Linked DNA regions of Strix aluco: region 1 is linked to region 2. Evidence: chromatin contacts called from public Hi-C data. All regions are on one chromosome and are shown on one strand. The core of a region is the stretch at or near the end of the contact, and the rest is flanking DNA. Distances in the headings are between cores, read along the strand shown. Region 1 holds the start of ZNF326 (zinc finger protein 326). Region 2 holds the start of LRRC8B (leucine rich repeat containing 8 VRAC subunit B).

The links. Hi-C and Micro-C count contacts between places; a contact is called where the count stands out from the background.
Region 1: a contact with region 2 is called in a Hi-C map of heart, with 9 times the contacts expected there. The contact joins the promoter of ZNF326 here to the promoter of LRRC8B in region 2. A contact is called at or near these places in 2 of 2 Hi-C or Micro-C datasets (brain and heart).

What each region holds. Positions count from the first base shown.
Region 1 is chr8:18,215,264-18,218,388 of bStrAlu1.hap1, forward strand. ZNF326 (zinc finger protein 326) reads left to right here and starts at 1,599. Exons shown (of 13, transcript XM_074832448.1): 1 at 1,599-2,756. The coding sequence starts at 2,741.
Region 2 is chr8:18,038,496-18,041,698 of bStrAlu1.hap1, forward strand. LRRC8B (leucine rich repeat containing 8 VRAC subunit B) reads left to right here and starts at 1,406. Exons shown (of 5, transcript XM_074832443.1): 1 at 1,406-1,551. It overlaps LOC141926839 (a long non-coding RNA gene), which reads left to right. Exons shown (of 2, transcript XR_012624221.1): 2 at 593-968.

The DNA.
Region 1 (3,125 bases), core at 349-2,848, 180 kb after region 2:
TTCTTTTTATTCCGTTTCTCAAATCCACCTCTATCTTTTTTGTTCTTCCCTGACCTACCTTTGTTCCTCCCTTCCATGTCTTTGGCCTTTTTCCCAAACATCTCATAATAATCCTATATAATTTTAACAGTGTCCTGTTCAATCTCAGTGTTTCCCTCTCAGACAGCTCATCATAAATCTTGTTCTCCTTTATGCAATAGTCCCCTTAGGTTGCATAGCCTACAAGAGAATTTAATTTATTGAATCCCTCGGTAGGTTTTGCACCAGAGAAACAGCTAAATCATTTACCTTTGATAGTCTTAGGAGTAGCTGATTCAGAAGTTTTGCACCAGGGCAACAGCTAAAACATTCACCTTTGATAGTCTTAGGGGCAGCTGATTCAGATGAATCAGGTTTTCTGGATCTTTGTATTTATTTTGAATAACCATTAGCCAGCTATTCCTGCAGTGATCACAAATCTATCTATTCTGCATGATTTCCTCCCTTCAGAGCTGCTTACTCAATAACATTTTCATTACCCATCTCATCTGGCCCAGCCAGATGCATTGGAAAGGGGTGAGAATCCACTTAGTGCATTCCTCAGCAACTCATCCTGCAGCAGGCATTGAGTCCTCAAGCAGAGATGATACTTTATAGTTTTGACTGCTGCATGTTTCAGGCCACCTGGGAAAATCAGTTTATTCCCACCACATTTGCATTGCATTGTTACCTAGGATAGCTTTTGGATTCTGTGCACATATGTGCTATTTTTTAATTCCTCTCATTTTTTATTTTGCATGCAGCAAAATGCATAGAGCTGTGCCCATGCATTTCCTTGCACGGGAAAAAATTTCAAATATGTTTTTTTCTTGAGAAGAGTCAACATCTGTGCCAGGTTGTGGTGAAGTGGCGGGCAGGCCCAGTGGCACTGGCAGTGGGTGCCTTCCAGCAGGAGCCCCTCAGACTGTAACAGCCCACAGGCTGGCCTGCTCCCATCTGCAGGGCAGCGTGATGCTGCTCCTTGTTCTTGTCACCAGCACAAGACTACGACCAGATTGAGCAGTGCAAAAAAGGCTGCAGAAAAGAGGCCGCTATGTTGCAAACGTGAGGCACACAGCCCTGAACGTATAGGAGAATGCTTATTATATAAATCTTATGTTCTATGCAAGAAACGTCTGGTCTGCACCAGGGTGCACATGTGAAGGGATGGGTGCACAAACAAGTTCGTACGAGGGCTATTTGGACCTTGAAATCACTGCTCTGCCCAAGCATAATGTATCTCTAGCTGAGAAGTCAGGGTGAAGCCGAAGGAAAGATTCCCTTTGGCGGGGAATAACCATTTTCTCTGCATGTATTTCTCCTGCGATGCTGGGGAGAGGAGGGAGCTGAGAGCTACCGCAGGACAGCTCATCAGGGAAAACTGCCGGCTGCCGTGCAGCACTCGCTGGAGCCCGTCTGAGGTGCAAGTACATTCGCATCTGCTGCCATCCAGAGCTCGGGGAGGGAAACTGCCTGACTGCTCTGCCGGACTTAGGTTTTAGTTTAATACAAAACTTGGACTCTGGACCTGGGTGAGTCAAATCTTCTTTTCCTTCAATGGGGTTTTTATTAATTTTCAGATGGGAAGAAATTGGAAGTTTTTGATGACATCCTGTCAGCCACTCGAGACCGAAAGGAGCCCTTTTTCCTCGACAAAATCAAACCCCAGGAGATAGTGGCTGTGCCCACCCTTACAACCTGAAACTTCACGCACAGCTTGTCCTCAGAGACGTTTTCCCAGGTTTTCTGTACCAGATGTGCTTATCGCCATCTCCCTCACATGCTTCCCCCCCCCCCTTTTTGTTTCTTTCAGGGTTATATAAAACATTAAGAAACTGTAAGGAACGAAATACTCTCTTCACACAGGACTTTGGGGGTTTTTTTTGCACAATGATGTGTCTGGGGCAAAGTCTGTTTCTTCCTCAAATCTTTGGCTGCATAGAGGAGCACACTGTTATCTTACAACTAACTTAAAATGAAAGTCTGTGTTTACCTGTGTTTCAATGCAGCCTGTTATAGGTGCTGAAATACGTTGTTTTGGGATTGAGATATAAATCAGCATTAGTACATTAGGTTCATTGAAGGCGGCATTACAGGGGTGGCATTGCTTAAATAAGCGTTTTATTTTGCAAAACCATTTGGCTTGCACAATGCAGCAGCCCCCGTTGGAAGCTGGCAGGGCCTCCTCACGCCCGGGGCTGTGGAGCTGCAGGGAAGCCACCTATGGCTCCCTCCCACCAGGCCCTGCCTGGCTTCTAGCTCTGCATAAGAATAGATTTTGGTGCACCGAGGGGTGTGTTTTCTGCAGCGGCCACTTCACCGGGGCCCATGGAGGGGGGGGTATGGGAGGGCAGAGATGCGGATGTTTCGCCACTACTAATCCTGGAGCTGCTTCAAGCCTGAGAGAGCGTAACGCCAGAACGCAAAATGGCGGCTGCCAGGGCCCAACATGGCCGCCGCGCAGCCTCCCTCATGACCCAGCCGATCCGGGGGCTCCGCGCCAGCGCCTCATGCGGCGTCGCCGCCGGTCCCGGGCCGCTTCTCTTTGCAGGTCGGCCTGCTCACGTGACGCGGCGCCCGGGCCAATCGCCGTGCGCCGTGGCCGCGCTGCCGCGCGCAGGTCCCTCCTCGCCGTGGTGGAAGGCGCCATTGAGAGAAGCCGGAGTCGTCGCCGGGTTGCCGCGGCCATCAGCCGTCTGGGAGAGCAGGGCCCGCCGCCGCCATGGACTACGGGGAAGGTGAGGGCGCACCCCCAGAGCAAGGGTAGGGCCCGGCCGCCGCCACCGCTGCCGCCGCGCGGCCCGGCCGTGTCTCAAAATGGCAGCGGCCGCTTTGTTCCGCGCAGGACGGAGTCCCCCCTCATCCACCTCCTCGTCCTCCTCCTCGCCGCCCCTCCCGGGTTGGGGGAGCTGCGGCGGCGGCCGGCGGCGGGAGGGCTGCGCGGGAGGAGGGCCCTCCCGGGGGGCGGTGCGGGCGGGCGGGCGGCGCGGGCGGGGGCGGCCCTCCGCGGGGCGAGGCGCCCTGGGGCGCGGGGCGAGCGGGGGGCGAGGGGGAGGCGGTGGGCGGGGGCGGCGCGGGCAGAGACGGGGGGAGCTCGGGGCGAGCTC
Region 2 (3,203 bases), core at 156-2,655:
GCTCTTTTAAGTTGAAGTTAATCATAATAGCTAAATGTGTACTAAATACAATTTGTAAATTGTAATCTTTGCAAAACTTAGTGTCTGTGATGTTTAAATGAAGGGGGTTTTGTACACCTGTGAAGAAAAGGATTTTTGTATTTTATGGAGAAAAACAATGTTTTGAAAATAGACCCTTTTCCAATGAAACTGATGACTAGACAAACAATAAACATTACTTCAGCAGAGCAAGTGCAAGGAGTAAAATTATATTGTAAACAGAATTTTGAACAGATTCTTGCAATGGAGTTGCTAATAATGAAAATATGGCAGGGAAATTACTTGAGTAGATTGAGCTCTTTGTATGACTGAGAGGGGGCCAACACAGCTCATTTGTCCCAGTTATTTGCAGAAATCTAGGTAGGAATCAAAATTTTCTTTCAGGCTTTCGTGCATTTCCCCCCCAGAAGCAGCCTCCTCAGACGTTCGGAGGAGGGAGCTGCACCGTCCGCGGGAGAAAGAGGAAGTGAAGTAGGAAAGTCAAATGAATCCACGATTGATTTTTTTATTAAAACATTGTGTATGTTTGTGAACTTTTTTATTCTCTTACCAGGTTTTCACTGGAACTGGAGAGTCACAGAAGGGTCTCGCCGTGCGGACTTTTGCCTGCCCCCTGCAAAAAGGGGGGTGTGCGCTGGGTGTACCTGCCCGCGGTAACGGGAGGACCGCTGCTGCAGCCCAGATCCAGCGGTAGCGCCTCTGTGCTCTGCTACCCCCGCCGGGCTCCCCTCGCCTGGGCGAGCACTCGGGGGGGGTTGGCGGGGGGGGTGGTTGTTCATCCTCCCCCGCTGCCCGCGCCGCCGCCCCCGGGGCCGTCTCCGGGACCGGGACCCGCACCCCTTCCCCCGGCCCAGCGCCCGGACTCAGCCGAGGCCTCCGGTGCGCACAAAACCGCTCGCTCTCTGTCAGATTAAACTGCCTCTTCGCAAGCGTCACCTCCTCTCATTTTTATTTTTCAAGCGCCGGCGATAATTGCTTTCTCACTTCTTCCACCTCCTCCTGCTTCGAGCTGCTCCATTTGTTTAAATGCCGGCACCGAGGGGGCGGCGGCTGCCGGCGGACGCCGGGGGGCTCTCAGCCTGACGGGGCTCCCCGCCGCGGGCCCAGCCGCGGTGCCAGGACCGCCCCCTGCCCCCGGCGGCGGCCCAGGAGGGGCCGTCAGGTGGCTCCGCAGGTGAGCGCCGAGGGGCGGGCAGGGCAGGGCAGAGCAGAGGAGGGGGCCAGGCGCGGCGGGGCGCTTTTGTCCGCCGCAGCCCCCGCCCCCGCCCCGCGGCCTGTCAGCGGTTCCGCCGGCCGCACCCCATTGGCTGGCGCGGCCGGTAACGTGACAACGGCCGCGGGGCGGGGGCGGGGCCGGATCCGAGAAGTGCCGGTTGGAGCCGGTGCCTCGCGCCGCGCTGCCGGCTGCCTCGCGGACGGGGCGCGCGGGCGGTACGCCATACCACGCCGTTGCGCGGCAGCGCGCGCGGGCCGGTCGGTGGCGGCGGGAGGGGAGGCGGCGCGAGCGGCCAGGTAAGCGCGGGGCGGTCACTGCTGACAGGTGCCCTGCTCCCCCGGCACGGGAGGGAGGGGCGGAAGACGGGGGAGCCGGCGGGGGCAGGACGGAGCGGGGCTTTCCCGAGGGCAGCGCGCGGCTGGCCCTCTCCGCCGCCGAGAGGCCGCCCTCGCTTCTCCCGCCTCCCTGAGGGGCCGGTGTGTCCGCTCCGCCCGCAGAAGCGGAGGGGGTTGCCGGCCCGCGGGGCGCCCGGCGCTGCCCGCCTGCCTGCCGGGCGGTCCGGTGAGCCTGTGCGGCGGCAACCCCTTCCCTTGGTGGGGCCGCTCACCTGCCCGCCTCCCCGCAGGCCGGCCGGGGCGGGGGGAGGGACCGGGCGCGGGGTGCCGGAGCGAGTCGGTACCTGCCCCGGGGCCTGGCGGCCGCCCCGCTCCCGTGTGGGTGGGGCTCGGAGGAAAACCGTTTTCTGATTTGCGTAACCGGCACTTACACGTGTCCTCAAGTGACCCGGGGCGCCACAGGTCGCCTGGGGCTCCCTTCCTCTCCCCCGGGCTCGGCGCGGCCGGGCGGCAGCTGCTACCCCTCGGCCCTAGGTGTGGCGGCGGCACCTGCCCTCGGGCAAACGGCCGGCGGGTGCCAAGTCCCCAGTCCCCCAGAAGGGACTTAAACTCAGCGCTGAGGCCTGAAAGTACTGCGTGTGGAACGAGGAGCGTCCTCCTCTTTGTTGTTCTCTTCCTTTCCTCTGTCTTGCCAGTGCATTTCCCATCCCCAGCAAGACTGTGATCTTGCAGCAAGGGGGTTCTTGCACGGTAGCTTCTACTTGCGCCCGAGCTGAGTTGTTTTAGTGACATAAGGGTTACTTTGTGCTGCTGCGTTCTGTGGTGAAATTGAGGCAGCTTCCTGGCTTCAACTAAGAATTTGTCTGCGGTGAATTCTGCAATTAACCAGTTCTGTAGGAGAGATTAAAGTGAACTTCCCTAAAGCTTAATTTTATATGAAGATTGTAATTAATTATGCTGATCAGGTAAACTGTGTTTGAATTGGCACCTAGTGTGGTCTTTTAAAACAATACCTTTAAGGTAATGCTAGAATAAGTTAGGAGTTATGTGGCCACTTGCAGTTTTGAGTATCTAAGTTACATATTCTGCAGACTCCCAGCTTTCCTTGTCTGTTTGCTAAAATGGTAAGGTAAAACATCAATTATTTCCTGGTGTCTCCACATTCTTCCTTATGTATGTCCCTAGCAGAGGGCAACAGATCAGGGCTTATTGATCTACCTTGTTTGAGTTCTTAAACTTTCAAGGGGGGGGGGAGGGGAGCCCACAAGGCTTATGAATTGAAGTTTTATAGTATGTCACTCATAGAATTTGTTATGTATCGTCTAAGTATATTGTCTGTGTTTTACTTACCCTGTGTAACTTGGCTGACTGTGGGGGGAATAGAAGAGTTACCCTAAGTACTTCTTTTCTTCTGTGTCTGCAGTGCTGAGCAGGACAAGGGACCCAAAGTGAGAGCAGAAAGGAGAATGACTGTAGTAGAGAACCAACAGTTAGGATAGGGCACAAGTTTTCTTAAGGGTTTTCCCATGTTTAAAACCCTTTTGTTGTAGCTAGATAACAAAATGTTTATCACAGAGTTTATATTAGCATATATTTCTACATTCTACTGAATT